Regions from separate parts of the Mus musculus genome. Here region 2 is linked to region 1. A link is a contact called in public Hi-C data. All regions are on one chromosome and are shown on one strand. Each heading gives the region's core, a stretch centred on a gene start, on an enhancer-like site or on the middle of the called end of the contact. The rest is flanking DNA. Distances are from core to core; before and after follow the strand shown.

The links. Hi-C and Micro-C count contacts between places; a contact is called where the count stands out from the background.
Region 2: a contact with region 1 is called in a Hi-C map of cortical neurons, with 3 times the contacts expected there. The contact joins two enhancer-like sites. A contact is called at or near these places in 6 of 484 Hi-C or Micro-C datasets (cardiomyocytes, cortical neurons, palatal mesenchyme and 1 more), 1 of 115 datasets of contacts at active chromatin or transcription factors (astrocytes) and 1 of 9 other capture datasets (adipose tissue).

Annotation. Positions count from the first base shown.
Region 1 is chr10:82,664,594-82,671,253 of GRCm38.p6, forward strand. It overlaps Glt8d2 (glycosyltransferase 8 domain containing 2), which reads right to left. Exons shown (of 10, transcript NM_029102.3): 3 at 5,685-5,777; 4 at 32-203. Among named protein-coding and RNA genes, the nearest start is that of Glt8d2, 23 kb to the right of the region's middle. Within about 2 kb of position 2,043, at least 44 of the 459 cell types and tissues checked have an H3K27ac peak or open chromatin away from gene starts, as enhancers often do. A contact at or near this core is called in cortical neurons, where this site is marked.
Region 2 is chr10:83,280,171-83,286,826 of GRCm38.p6, forward strand. It overlaps Slc41a2 (solute carrier family 41, member 2), which reads right to left. Exons shown (of 11, transcript NM_177388.3): 7 at 3,552-3,699; 8 at 1,200-1,279. Among named protein-coding and RNA genes, the nearest start is that of Slc41a2, 54 kb to the right of the region's middle. Within about 2 kb of position 4,836, at least 18 of the 459 cell types and tissues checked have an H3K27ac peak or open chromatin away from gene starts, as enhancers often do. A contact at or near this core is called in cortical neurons, where this site is marked.

The sequences.
Region 1 (6,660 bases), core at 793-3,292:
GAACCTTCAAAAAACATATTATAGAAACTACCGTATTCGAGGCAGAGTGCTCCGTAGCCCCACTACGTAGAACACAAGGTTAGCATCGGTGTTGCTGTAAATGCTGTTGATGGCTGCCATGGCTGCACCCATTCTCCCTGCTGCTGCACAGATCACCACTGGAATCTCTTCTTCCATGTCCTCGGGGGACTCGGAATCAACGTCTGGAATGATTGAAATCGATGACTCAGAGCACAAGGAACTTCCCGGGAGAGCAGTTTCTAACTCCTAGTCCACAGTGCAGGGGAAGACTGTTGCCCTCACATGCAGTCTCTCCTCCTTCCTTATGCCAACCACTAAAACTTCTTTCCCCAAGATTCCCTTGCTGCAAAATGTGATCAAGTTGGACAAATGGGATGTTCTTCTAAGTTATTCGTGCACCTACAGAATCTGCAGGTCAGACTAATGCTAAATGCCTGCCTCCTTCCGCTGGAATGCTGACGAGATACTAAGAGGCAGAGAGCCTTCTTAGAGTGATGATACCAAGAACATCAGAACCGTAGTGTGCGCGTGATATTGATCTGAAGGGCTGTGGGATCCTCGGATCAGGTTCTTATGGGAAGACAGGGTGAACGTCTGCGTCCCTATTATTTCAGGACTCTTGTTCAGAAGCCAGTCCACAGCATCACACACATACAGGGCAAACACACAAGAAAGGGCAGAGCCTCACAGGCCCAGCAGCTCTTAACTCCCCAAGTCAGAACTTGTCTGCTGTACTGCTATGGTTTTTCTGTTGCTCTCCATTCCTTAGTCAAGTTGCCCAAATGTTAACAGCAAGAGAAGGAACTAACGAAAGGGCGTGACCAGTGCTTACATCAAATAACTGACCATCCTTTAGCATCAGAACAGACAAAACCACTGTCACTACCAAGTGATATTTCAGCACCAGAATGCAACCTACATTGTGAAGAATAGTAACCAGGCTATGGATACCTGATTTTTATTATGTTTGACCTCTTTTTGCAGACAGTTTTATAATACTTCTCTCACTTAAGTCCAAGGTAGCTATAGCTGATATGTTTATGTTCAATAAACACTTACTGAAACACATTACTAGGTATATTTTGTAAATGGCCTCTCTATTTCTTTTTGGGTTTTTTTTTCTATCTACTTCTGTTTCTCCTACTAGAAATTGTTTTTCATGATCTAGTTCCTTACTTGAGAGAATCTCATAATATACTTTGAAGGGGAATAATATAAAATTCTTAGCTGGGTGTGCTGGGTACATGTGGAGGCAGAAGTAAGTAGACCTCTGGAGTTTGAGGCCAGCTTGGGCTGAATAAATGAGTTCCAGGCCAGCCAGGGCTGCATAGTGAGGCCCTGCAGAATACATACATACATACATACATACAAACATACATACATGCTTTCTGGTATTTGAGTCCAATATGACACATACATAGCCACAAGTTTATCTGTGTCTATTTGTGAAAATATAAAGGCTAGAGAGATGGCTCAGCGGTTAGGAACACTGACTGCTCTCCCAGAGGTTCTGAGTTCAGTTCCCAGCAACCACATGGTGGCTCACTACCATCTGTAATGGAGTCTGATGCCCTCTTCTGGTATGTCCGAAGACAGAGACAGTGTACTCATATAAATAAACCTTTAAAAAAGAAGAAGAAAGAAAAAAAGAAAGAAAGAAAGGAAGGAAGGAAAGTATAAGTGATTTTAATTTTGTTTGCGTTTCTTTTTTTTTTTTTCAAATTCACTAAGTGACCACGAATTATTTTTTTATAAAGAAAATAGTGTTTTGGGCACAGCATCTCATGCAGCCCAGGCCAGCCTTGAGTTTCTGATCGTCTTGCTCCCACTTTTCAAGTTGTGAGTTCACTGCACGCCCTTTTAAAAAGCAAAACAAAACCCAACTTGTTTACGGATTGTTCCTCTAGAGGCAAGCTGTCACCATGCGGCCACGTGAGTTGATCTAACTGACATACAGGCTTGGCTGTGCGGATCACCCACAGTGAGTGGTGGTATTCAGCAATACCAAACTCCTCGTGATTTCCTCAACACCAGGTGGCGCACGCTCTCTTATCTGCCTTTACACATGCTGCTCCTGCTGTCTGGAATCACTCTCTGCTCTTCGTGGTTAACTCTCACGTATCCATCCATCCCAGCTGCGTACTGACATCCACCGCGCAGGAAGTTTGCGACAACTTCCCAACACGTACAGGGTTCTGGGTGCCTGCTGTGGCTGGGTTCGTTAGCTACACTGTTCATTTGTCCATTCCTATTGGGGAGCACCACGAGGGCAAAGGCGGCAGAGTACTTGTCTCTATCCACTGCTTCTGTCCTAAGGACTGGCACCAGAATAGATGCCTTCGTCAGTTATCCCTGTTTCTGCAACTGCAGAGCCTATTTTTGTGCCTGGTTTTCCATCAGACTGTGAGCTTGTTGAGTCACTCCGCTGAGCCTGGCTCCCTGGAAGTACGTGGTGAAAATCTCCTGTGAAGAGCTGAGCTGCGGCATGGAGTGGCCCTAGAGTCCAGAGCCCTCCTGGATGTTTGTAGAGACAGGGAGATAAGAGAGTGGAAAGGCATGGGTAAAGCTTGGAACAGAAATCTGTCAGTCTCTGACTCCTGAGTGCTAGGATTAAAAGTTCGCACCTCTATGTCTGGCTAAATGAATGATATTTAAATAATAAAAACAAATAAAGATTTTTGTGGGAAACTTCCAGCCAAAACAGAAAAGGATCTAGGAAAGCTTAACTATTTTTGCTTAACTATTTTGTGTGTGTGAACATGAGAGTTTATGTATTCCTACATGCATGCACAGGCCAGAGCGGAGTGTCCAGTGTTTTCCTCTACATCTCTCCAAGTTACTGTTTTGGGGCAGGGTCTCTCACTGAACTGAAGGCTTGCCATTTTGGCGAGACTTGTTGGGCAGAGAGCTCTTGAGCGCCACCTGTCTCTGCCCCTTCAACACTTGGGTTACAGGTACCCATAGCCACATTTGGCTTTTTGTACGGCTGCTGGGGAGGCGAACTTGGGTTCTCGTGCTTGCAGAGTGTGGTGTCTTGAACGAGAATGGCCCCATAGGCTTGTATATTTGAGTGTTTGGTTTCCAGTTGGCAAGCTGTTTAGGAAGGATTAGATGGTGTAGCCTTACTGGAGGAGGCGTGTCGCTGGGGCTAGGTTTTGAGGATTGGAACGCCCATGCGCACCACAGCTCCACCAGGCACAGTCTCTCTCTGCCTCCATTAGGAGACTAAAATGTAAGCACTCGGCTCCAGCTCCAGTACCAAGCTGCCTGCCGTGTGAGCCCACCATGATGATCATGAACTAAGCCTCTGAAACGGTAAACAAACCCTCAGTTGAATGATTCTTCTCCAAAGGTACTCTGCTTATGATGTCTCCTTACAGCAATAGAACGGTAACTAAGACACGGAGCGAGCACTCTTACCCACTGAGCCTTCTCTCTAGCCCCCAGGTATACAGGATTTTAAAACCAAAATTCAATCGTACTTTTCAGTAACTTGTTTCTCCATTTAGCATATATAGGAATCTCTCCTTGTCAACTCTGTATTTTTTTTTAAAGAATTATTTATTTTATGTATATAAATACATTGTAGCTGCATTCAGACATAACAGAAGAGGGCATCTGATATCACTTTACAGATGGTTGTGAGCCACCATGTGGTTGCTGGGAACTGAACTCAGGACTTCTGGAAGAGCAGTCAGTGCTCTTAACCACTGAGCCATCTCTCCAGCCCCAGACACTTTTTTAAAAAAAAGATTCATTTACTTTATGTATGTGAGCACACTGTTCCTCTCTTCAGACACACCAGAAGAGGGCATCAGATCCCATTATAGATGGTTGTGAGCCACCATGTGGTTGCTGGGAGTTTAACTCAGGACCTCTGGAAGAGCAGTGAGTGCTCTTAACCACTGAGCCATCTCTCCAGCTCCCTCCAGACACACATGTTTTAAATTATTTTAAATGATGTATGTATAATTTAATGTGTAACCAGATAAAACACTGCCTTTGTAAGAACAGAGACAATTTTACTCACTAGTGTTTCTAGGTCCTAGGTATTGGCTTTAATGATTTACTTATTTTTATTTTATGTGCAATGGTGTTTTGCCCACATGTATGTCTATGTGAGGATGTTGGATCCCCTGGAACTGAATTTACAGACAATTGTGAGCTGCCTTCTGGTTGCTGGGAATTGAGCCGAGGTCCTCTGGAAAAGCAGCCAGTGTTCTTAACCACTGAGCCGCCTCTCTAGCCAGGCATTTGGCTTTAAAAACAGAAATGTGAACCAGACTTTTGTGGCACAAACTTATAAGCCTAATTAGTGCTTGAGAGATGGAGGCAGAAGGATCAAGAGTTCAGGGCCATGATCAGAGAAATAGCAAGTCCAAGGCCAGCCTGGAATGTGTAAAATATTCTTTCAAAAAATTAAATTTAATTTAAAAATTAAGGAAAATATTATTAATTTTAATTATTTTATTATTAGTTTTAAAAAGTTAAAGAAAAGCTGTGACGAAAACATCCAACACACTAAAATATTAACTACTTTGCTGGTGGCAGAACATCTATAGGTAATATTTTTCTATAGTTTCCATAATTAGAAGGTATCTCTTGGACTAATATGAAAATTAATTTAAAAGGTAAACAACATGCTAACAGTTTTTCATTTTTGTAGGGTTGATTTTCGTGTGTAAATTGGGTTAGTAAGGGTACTCTCTCACTGAATTCACACAGGATGAGGCCATAGGGTCAGCTAAAGGTCGTGTGTGTGTGTGTGTGTGTGTGTGTCTGCCTGAGTGTCTGCTTGTGTGTGTATCTGTGTCTGCATGTCTACATGTGTGTCTGTCTGTCTGTCTGTGTGAGTGTGTGCACACAGGGATGCAGGTGCCGGGAGATGCCAGGAAGCCATCAGCTCCCTTGCAGAGGGAGCTATAGGTGGTCTGCTGATGTAAGCTTATTGGAAGTGTGAGAACGCTGTGAGCCGCTTGCTGTGAGCTTGCCCTAGGTGCTGGGAACCAGTCTGTCTTCTGCAAGAGCAACCACTCTCTTCACCACTGAGCCTTTCCCCAGCCCTCTGAAGAGGAGTTTTTATGTTGAGCTGTTGGGAGCCATTTTTGTTCTAATAGACTGGATCAGTAAGAGGAGGGAAAGGGCAGTTCTCATCAGCAAAATGTGGAGAGGCTCAGCAGTCCCTCAGGACGGGGCCCCAAACCAAGAGTCTGGACATGAACTCGGGGTGGATGAGAAACGCTGATCCCCAGGCTCATACCGTCTGTGATGCCCCCCGGATAGTATCGACTGATGAGGTTTTGCCCTGTTCATTTAAGACAGGGTCTCACTTTGTAACTCAGATAGGCTCATAACTCACCATGTAGCACAAGCTAACCTCAAACTCACAATCCTCCTACCTCAACCTCCAGGTGCTGGGATCACAAGTGTGTGTAACACACTCAGCCCAGGTGTGTTCTAACAGGCCCTCTATGTGACTTTTACATGTGCTATGGTTTGAACATTACCAATCATTACATAGCATTACCCAATTGCTGCCCTAGGGAACATAGTCTATAGGCTGGCTCTTAGAGGTTAACCACATTGTTATTTGCCACTGAACCCAGTCTGTGAACCCAGTGGAAACCATAAAAACCACCTTCTTAGACGCCACACTTGCTCACCTGCTTTGTCCTTAAGCACGGCTCCCTTATGAACTTTCTTGTACAGAATCCCACAGAGTGTCAGGACCAGAAGAAGCAGCAACACTTGATTGACTGAAATGAAAGGGGAAGCATATCAAAGCACAGGAGGGGAAGTCCCGAATGGCAGTGTGGACAGCCAGACAGAGGACATGGGGCAGTCTGTAGTAATGCGTTGACCTGGTGCACTGTGGTCGGGCTCCTCAGAGTGTGAGGATGACCCAGAGCTAACCCAGGCAGTCTGATGGCCGAGGCCTCAAACTCAGTCACCCCAGGAGGCTGCCTTGCATGAATATTTCATCCATCTTGTAAACAGCATCATTTCTAGAATGCCTTCTGTGAGCCACTGTTAATTCAAATGCCAGTGGAGGATGTGCCTCAAATCCTGGCTCCAGGTAAGGGTCACGATGCTTCTAGGTCTCGGCCTCCCTCCGGTCCACGCTTATGATGCTTGCTTTTGGGATGATGCAGTGCAGCAGTTTTTGAGTACGGAACACACATTCCTGGCTGTTGGTAAAATGACTGGGGACATTTGTGTTCACAGAGTTATTCAAATCATGTGTGAAAAAGTCAGTCTCCGATCTCAGCGTTGCAGGCACGCAACACAAGCTACTCAAAACTGAACATTCTTCCGATCATATGCATTTTACAAATCAACTTCTTTTTGTGGCAGGAGGTAGATATTTTTTCCACTTACAGAAAGGATAGAAACTTTCTATTACAAAATGTGCTTATGAATATTAAGCACACGTGAACTAAAAGAAGACCTTTACAATAATGTGGAACACAGAAAGCACACAAATGTCAAAAAACTGGGAGATGTGACTTTGCCATAGGGTAAGCGTGAGTGTGAAGTGAGGGACACTCTGGGAGAGTCAGATATGTGACCCAGGCCTGTGGCCCCACTCACCAGGCAAAGCAGAGGGTCAGAGTGAGTCCAGCCTGAGCTACACTGTAA
Region 2 (6,656 bases), core at 3,586-6,085, 620 kb after region 1:
CAAAAATTACAATGTCAGTAGAAATCTTAGATCAAAACTAGACTTCTGCAGAAAATGTCATTGTATAGATTTTTATGTGAATATAGAAAGTAAAATCTTTTTAAAAAAAGAAAAATAACATATGGTAAATGTATGGTATGCCAAGGTACTTTTTAAATCATGTCAACCTAGGCTATACTGAAGTCAGTCTTAATAACCACCACTTCCAAAAACAGTAGAGACGGATTAAATTGTCATGATTCTTTAATGTACATATTACAAGTATTTAATATATGGATTATAATTTCCACTTTACAGGCAAGTAAAGTCTGAGGCATAGTTCGCACGTATGAGTAGAGTAGCCTATCTTAGTGAATGGAATGAAGTCGGGCAATGATCAAGTCTGACTAACTCGGCTTCTACCAAGGTAAGCAGCAAAGGCAAGAAGCAGCAGGTAAGAAGCGGGACCTGGAGAGCTGGCCCAGTGGTTCAGAGCACGCAGCGCTCCTGCAGAGGACCTGAGTTTGGTTCCCATCGCCATGTCAGGCAGGTAATTGACACTTACATAACTCCAGCTCCAGGGAAATCCCATGCCTACGGCCGCTGCTGGCACCTGCACATACCACACACACACACACACACACACACACACACACACACACACACACACTCATATTTAAAATTATTTTTTTTAAAAAGCTAGGTGTAGTAGCACACACCTTTAATTTCAGCACTCAGGAGGCAAAGGCTGGATCTGTGAATTTGTGGCCAGCCTGGTCTATAGGACATCCAGGGGAAGAAAAAAAAAAAAAAACCAAACCACCAGATAAACCAAAATACTGTATTTTGTCACATTAGCCTTAAAAGTCAGGTGTGCCGGCCAGGCGTGGTAGTGCACACCTTTAATCCCAGCACTTGGGAGACAGAGGCAGGTGGATTTCTGAGTTCGAGGCCAGCCTGGTCTACAAAGTGAGTTCCAGGACAGCCAGGGCTACATAGAGAAACCCTGTCTCGAAAAACGAAAAAAAAAAAAAAAAAAAAAAACCAACATGTAACAAAAATCGAGAAACAGCTCTTTCCCAAAGTATTCTATGCAGTGAACCAGGGAAGATAATTTGAGTTACACCTTGAGTTTGAAGAAAGCAACAGAAGGTGTAGGAGGCCATGCCTGAGGGTCTCTAAGAGTGATGTCATCAAGAGATAGCACGTTCGAGTCTTACCGTTGATAACTGGCGTGTAAACAACAATCCCAACCAAGTTTGGGTCAGATACAGTTGTGTCCAGAATAAGGCCCCCGATGCTGAAAGGAGGAGAACCACACATTAGGGAAGAGAAATGAAAAATGATCTCAACTTGGTCCAACATTCAGACAACTCCACCTGTCAGGAAACAGTGTTTGTGCAATGTAAAAATCAGACAAAAAGAAAAAAAAAAGAAAAAGATTAGTCAAAGTAGAAAGCAATGTTAACAGTAAAAGCAGGGCCTTTGGGGGAAGAGAGGGGTCAGCAGTCAGGAACTGCTATAGAACACAAAGCCTTGAGTTCTGAGCCCAGCACCCACATAAAAATCCACCTGTGGGAAGGGGGACCTGCAATGTCTACAGTGGGAGGTGGACACAGAAGATCTCAGGGGCTCCCTAGCCAATCAGTGATCTGCAGGCTCAGTGAGAGCCTGGGTCAAAAACTAATATAGAGAAAAAGAAAAGATAAGGGACAACAGGAGAGATTCAGGTGCCTGGTGTTGACCTCTGACCTCTGCAGGTGCATTCCTGGGCACACAGGAACATATACACAGATAGCATACACTAAAAAAAAAAAAAACATAAGAAATGCTGTAACCATCAGTTATGTGTGTATTAGTTTTTGTTTAGTGTGTGGGTTTGTTTATTTATTTATCTCTTTTATCCCTCTTTGGGGAACAGGGTCTTGTTATATAGCCTAAGATGGCCCTGGACTTATAGCAATCCTCCTGCCTCAGCCTCACAAGTGCTGGGATTATAGGTATGTGTCACAATTCCCAGCTTATACATATGTACGACACTAAACTATCTAGAAGGACCTACAAGGCATCCTTAACTATTTCTGGGGCTTAAAACAACGGGACTAATGGCCCCTTCATAGTCTTTTGCACAATATCTTGTTTTGTTTTGTTTTGTTTGAGAAAGGGTCTCACTATATAGCCTTGGCTGGCCTGGAGCTTGCTAGTAGACCAGGATAGCCTCAACCTCCTAGAGATTCACCATCTTAGCCTCGAAGGTGATCAAACAATACTGTCATCTATTACTGTACAACTCAAAAACTAACTGCATTTTTCATTTTTTTTAATATTTATTTATTGTTATATGTAAGTATACTGTTGCTGTCTTCAGACACACCAGAAAAGGGCATCAGATCTCATTACAGATGGTTGTGAGCCACCATGTGGTTGCTGGGATTTGAACTCAGGACCTTCGGGAGAGCAGTCGGTGCTCTTAACCGCTGAGCCATCTCGCCAGCCCGCATTTTTCATTTTTTAACTAAGTAGGCATTAAAGGGTGATTTCTATTGTGCTAAAACTAGATAGATTATAACCGTATTACCACAGAGAGCTGAGCTTGAGAAGTCTGGCAAGCAAGACGGTTGCTTTAATAGAACACAGCAGCAAGTCATTCACTTTCAGTATGTCAGTAGAACTTGGAGGCTTGGTTACGATCCTGAAGGTTGTATTAGCTGGTTACCTTCAGTCTGTGGCTTACACACTATAAGACAGTGCCACGGGACCCTGTTGGCCAAATGTCCTAAGAAATGCCATCTACTTGCAAGCAAGATGAGCCAGATGCTGTCACAGGATAGACTTGACAGTCAAAACAGCAGAGCCAAAGCTCTGACATCATCACAGTAGTTCCTGCCCCATCCCCAGACCTTCTGTGCACTAAGGATGTGTTTCCACTGTAGCTTCTATGTTTCTAAGTAGCATGCTTAAATGCTGTCTCTTAGTGTCAGTGTTAGACCTCTCCTTGGTGACTTCCTCTCATGGCAGAAGAGGATGCTCCTCACAGCTTCCACAAGTCCCTTCTCTCTGTATCCTGTCAATCATGGCGAGCCCATCTTGATACAGCAAACCTATGAAGCAATTATCCATCATTTCCATACAGTTGGGTTTTTTTTTCTCTTAATTCTTAAGAGTTTTTTTCTGCTCTCTGTCCACTACACTGTGTGGCTGGTCTTGAGAACAGAGGCACAGCTGTCATCCTCTAGCTCTTCTTCCAAGCTGGATTCTGACCTGTGTATTACCCAAATCCAGACCCTGCCTAAGACTCTTAGCTTACCACACTTAACAGGACAAGCCTTAGTTCCCCAGACTACAGTTTTCATTAAGTGTGGACTGAACATCTTTCCATAGAAACAGATGCCTAACAGTGTCTTTCTGGGAGGCTAATATTCCATACTGCAACTGTGTTAGGCTTCATCTAACGGATGCCTCATTTCCAGTCCAAGAAATTTTTTTAGTATGTACATACCTACACAGACCACGATCGCTCTCCCCTCTGTCCCCTTTCCCTCCTTCCCTCCCTCTCCCACCCCAACACTCACCTGCTTATAACCATGGCTGTTATGACAGGCTCCCAGCCTGAGTGGAGCACTGTCCTGGTAGCTGGGTGCTTGGCAGCTATTATAATCCAGATAGGAGTCAGAGCCAAGAAAAAGGCACACACTAATGGGGAAATGTAATAATATGTCTCTAGAAGAAAGAAAGAGAAACATTTAACCCCTCTTCTTTCCAACAGCAAACCTAAACGATCAAAAGAAACACTTTACCAGATTTATTATCAAACATACTAACTGTCTTATATTTTCTACATACTTAAAATGTAGATCTATAGATAAAACTCAATGCAAGGTACAGTGGCCCACCCCCCTAACCCAGCCCTCAGAGGCTGGAGCTGGGGAACCACAAGTTTAAGGCCAGCCTGTGCTACAGAATACTCCAGGCCAGCCTGTGCTACACAGTAAGATGCTCTTTTAAAATATCAACTAATGTAACTGAAAGAAAAACACATTAATTCCACAAATATGGGATGACAATGCATCCTACACAAGAGTAAACAAAGGCCACCAGAACGGATGACAAGCAGCAGGAGAGTGGCCACAGTGCTTCTCTGTGCATGTGTCTGGGTCATTCACCCAACCTGTTTCCACCTTCTGACAGCAGGCTTGGCTGCACGGCAGTTCACAGAAAAATATCGTGATGCTGTTTCTTTTCTTTGTTTGTTTGTTTTTGAGACAGGGTTTCTCTGTGTAGCTCTGGCTGTCCTGGAACTCAGAGAGATCCACCTGCCTCCGCCTCCCAAGTGCTGGGATTAAAGATGTGCCATGTCTGCCTGGCTGTATTTACACTATTTCTAAACAGTCAGAAATGACTCTGTGTGTGTGTGTGTGTGTGTGTGTGTGTGTGTGTGTGTGTGTGTGTGTAAATTATCTTCTAACACCAGAAAAAAGACACTGCAAGAACAGAGACCAGGGGAGAAATGAACCCTCAAGTTGCCCCTGCTTCTTACTAAAGACTCAGAGAGTGAGGCTGAGGTAACACTAATTCACGCACAGAGCAGGAGAGGAATCCGGCAGATGAGCGTGGGAAGCGATTGGCCAGGTCCTGTGCACAGGGTGAGTTCACAAAGAGGGAAAGCCTAACAACCCTCCAGAGTCTGCAGATGCCAGAATCGTTTTTAAAAACCCAGCATGCAGAGGAGAGGCCCCTTTGAACTCTTGAGAGCAGTCAGCAGAGACCTGAGAAAGGTCTGTCCAACACTGAGACAGTGTGGGAGGGATATACTGGCCTTGGGACAAGGCCCAGTCTAGACTTCCCCAGCATAACCTTGAACCAGGTCTCACAAAGCTCAAGCTAAGCCACAACAGCCCACAGGAATTAAGTGCAGTGCTAGGTATGGAAACAGAACTGGACATGACACAGCTCTGGGCCCACAGTGCCCGGCAGCCAACCAGACATGACAAAGCTCTGTGCCCATGGTGCCAGGCAGCCAACTGGACATGACACAGCTCTGTGCCCACGGTGCCCGAGCAGCCAACCAAAACTGAAGCTTGGAATATCTGATGACAAGAAAGTCTCGGAGATATTTTACTTTGGCTCCCTTTTCTCACAATTTTTTTAAGTTCCTAAAGTAATTTTTACAGTCTATCAAGTGGTGCACACACAATCCCAAGATCAAGTTTGGCCTAGGCTACAAAAGGACAACACAGAAGAAAATGTAAGATAGGAGACTAGAGAGAAGGCTCAGAGTAAAGAACACTGGGCAAGCCTGACACCAGGATCTGATCCCTTGAACCAACCTGGTGAGAGAAAATGGACTCCTGAAAGCTATCCGCTGACTTCTACATGAGCACTGCTGCACGAGCAAGCACACACACACTCACACTCCTGCCCACAGACACATAGACAGCTACACATGCACACTCCTGCCCACAGATACACAGATACAGACAGACAGACAGACACACACACACACATACACACACACACACACACACACACACACACACACACACACACACACACAGCCTTACCTGCTGAGCCACCTCACAGGCTTGGCAGCAGGGCCTTACCTGCTAAGTCATCTCACTAGTCCCCTCTATTGCTTTTTTTAAAGATGAAAAACCATGAATTTATTGTAAACCCATTGGAAACATTCCTAACTCACAAAACACCTACAGCTGCCAACAATCTCCATGGCACCAAGGAGAAGCTAAAAGCCTCCAAAGCACTAAGCACAAAAGAAAGGAACTCTCCTGCCAGGGTAGAGCGCCTCGGCATGGTCAGGTCCAGACGGAAGCTCAACTGCAGGCTTTAACCACTTTATCCTCATCCTAAATATCAGGAGGGATTAGGAAGCTGAGAAAGGCACTCCCCCATCACTCACTGCTGCCCTGTTCTGAAGGAGGAAAACATTAAAAATAATGAGTACCCATGTGGATCCACAAACGTTAAACCAAGTTACCACATGACCCAAATGCTGTATCCACATAAAAGAGAGCTGAATCCCAAATGCTGTCTCCCAAGAGAGCTGAAAACAGGCATTGTCACATAAAAGCTCGTGAACGCTCACTGCAGCGTTATCCGGCAGAAGCGCAAAAGTGGAAATGACCGAGGCTTTTACCGTTTACCGAGTGGCTAGTGAAGAAAGGGCAGTATGTCCATCCAAGAGACTGTTACCCCGACATGTTAGCATTCTATACTGGGATGTTCTACAGCAATGAAGATTGGATCCTGGCTCCTCTGAAAATACAGGCAAAGCCTGAAAACACCATGCTAAATGGAAGAAGCCAGGCACCAAAGGTTGAACATTATGATCTCATTTGCATGAAACGTCCAAACGAAGCAAATCCAACAGACAGAGATTAGCAGCTGCCGGGAGCCAGGGAAGAGCAGCGTGTGGCAGAACCATAAACCAGGCTCTCCAGAGGTGGGGAGACTTCCTGGAACTGGAACAGGGTGAAGACAGATCTTATGAAACCTCCACTGAGCTGTTCACACAGGAGGGAAGACTGCATGCTGGCTTTTAGGGGCTTTAATCGAAAAGGAAAACAAGAGGAAAGGAGAAACACAGGACCCAGTGTCAGTGCTGGGTGAGGCTGAGGGTGCGGACGTGGGCTTATACGGCTCTTTTGTTTGTAGCTTTTCTG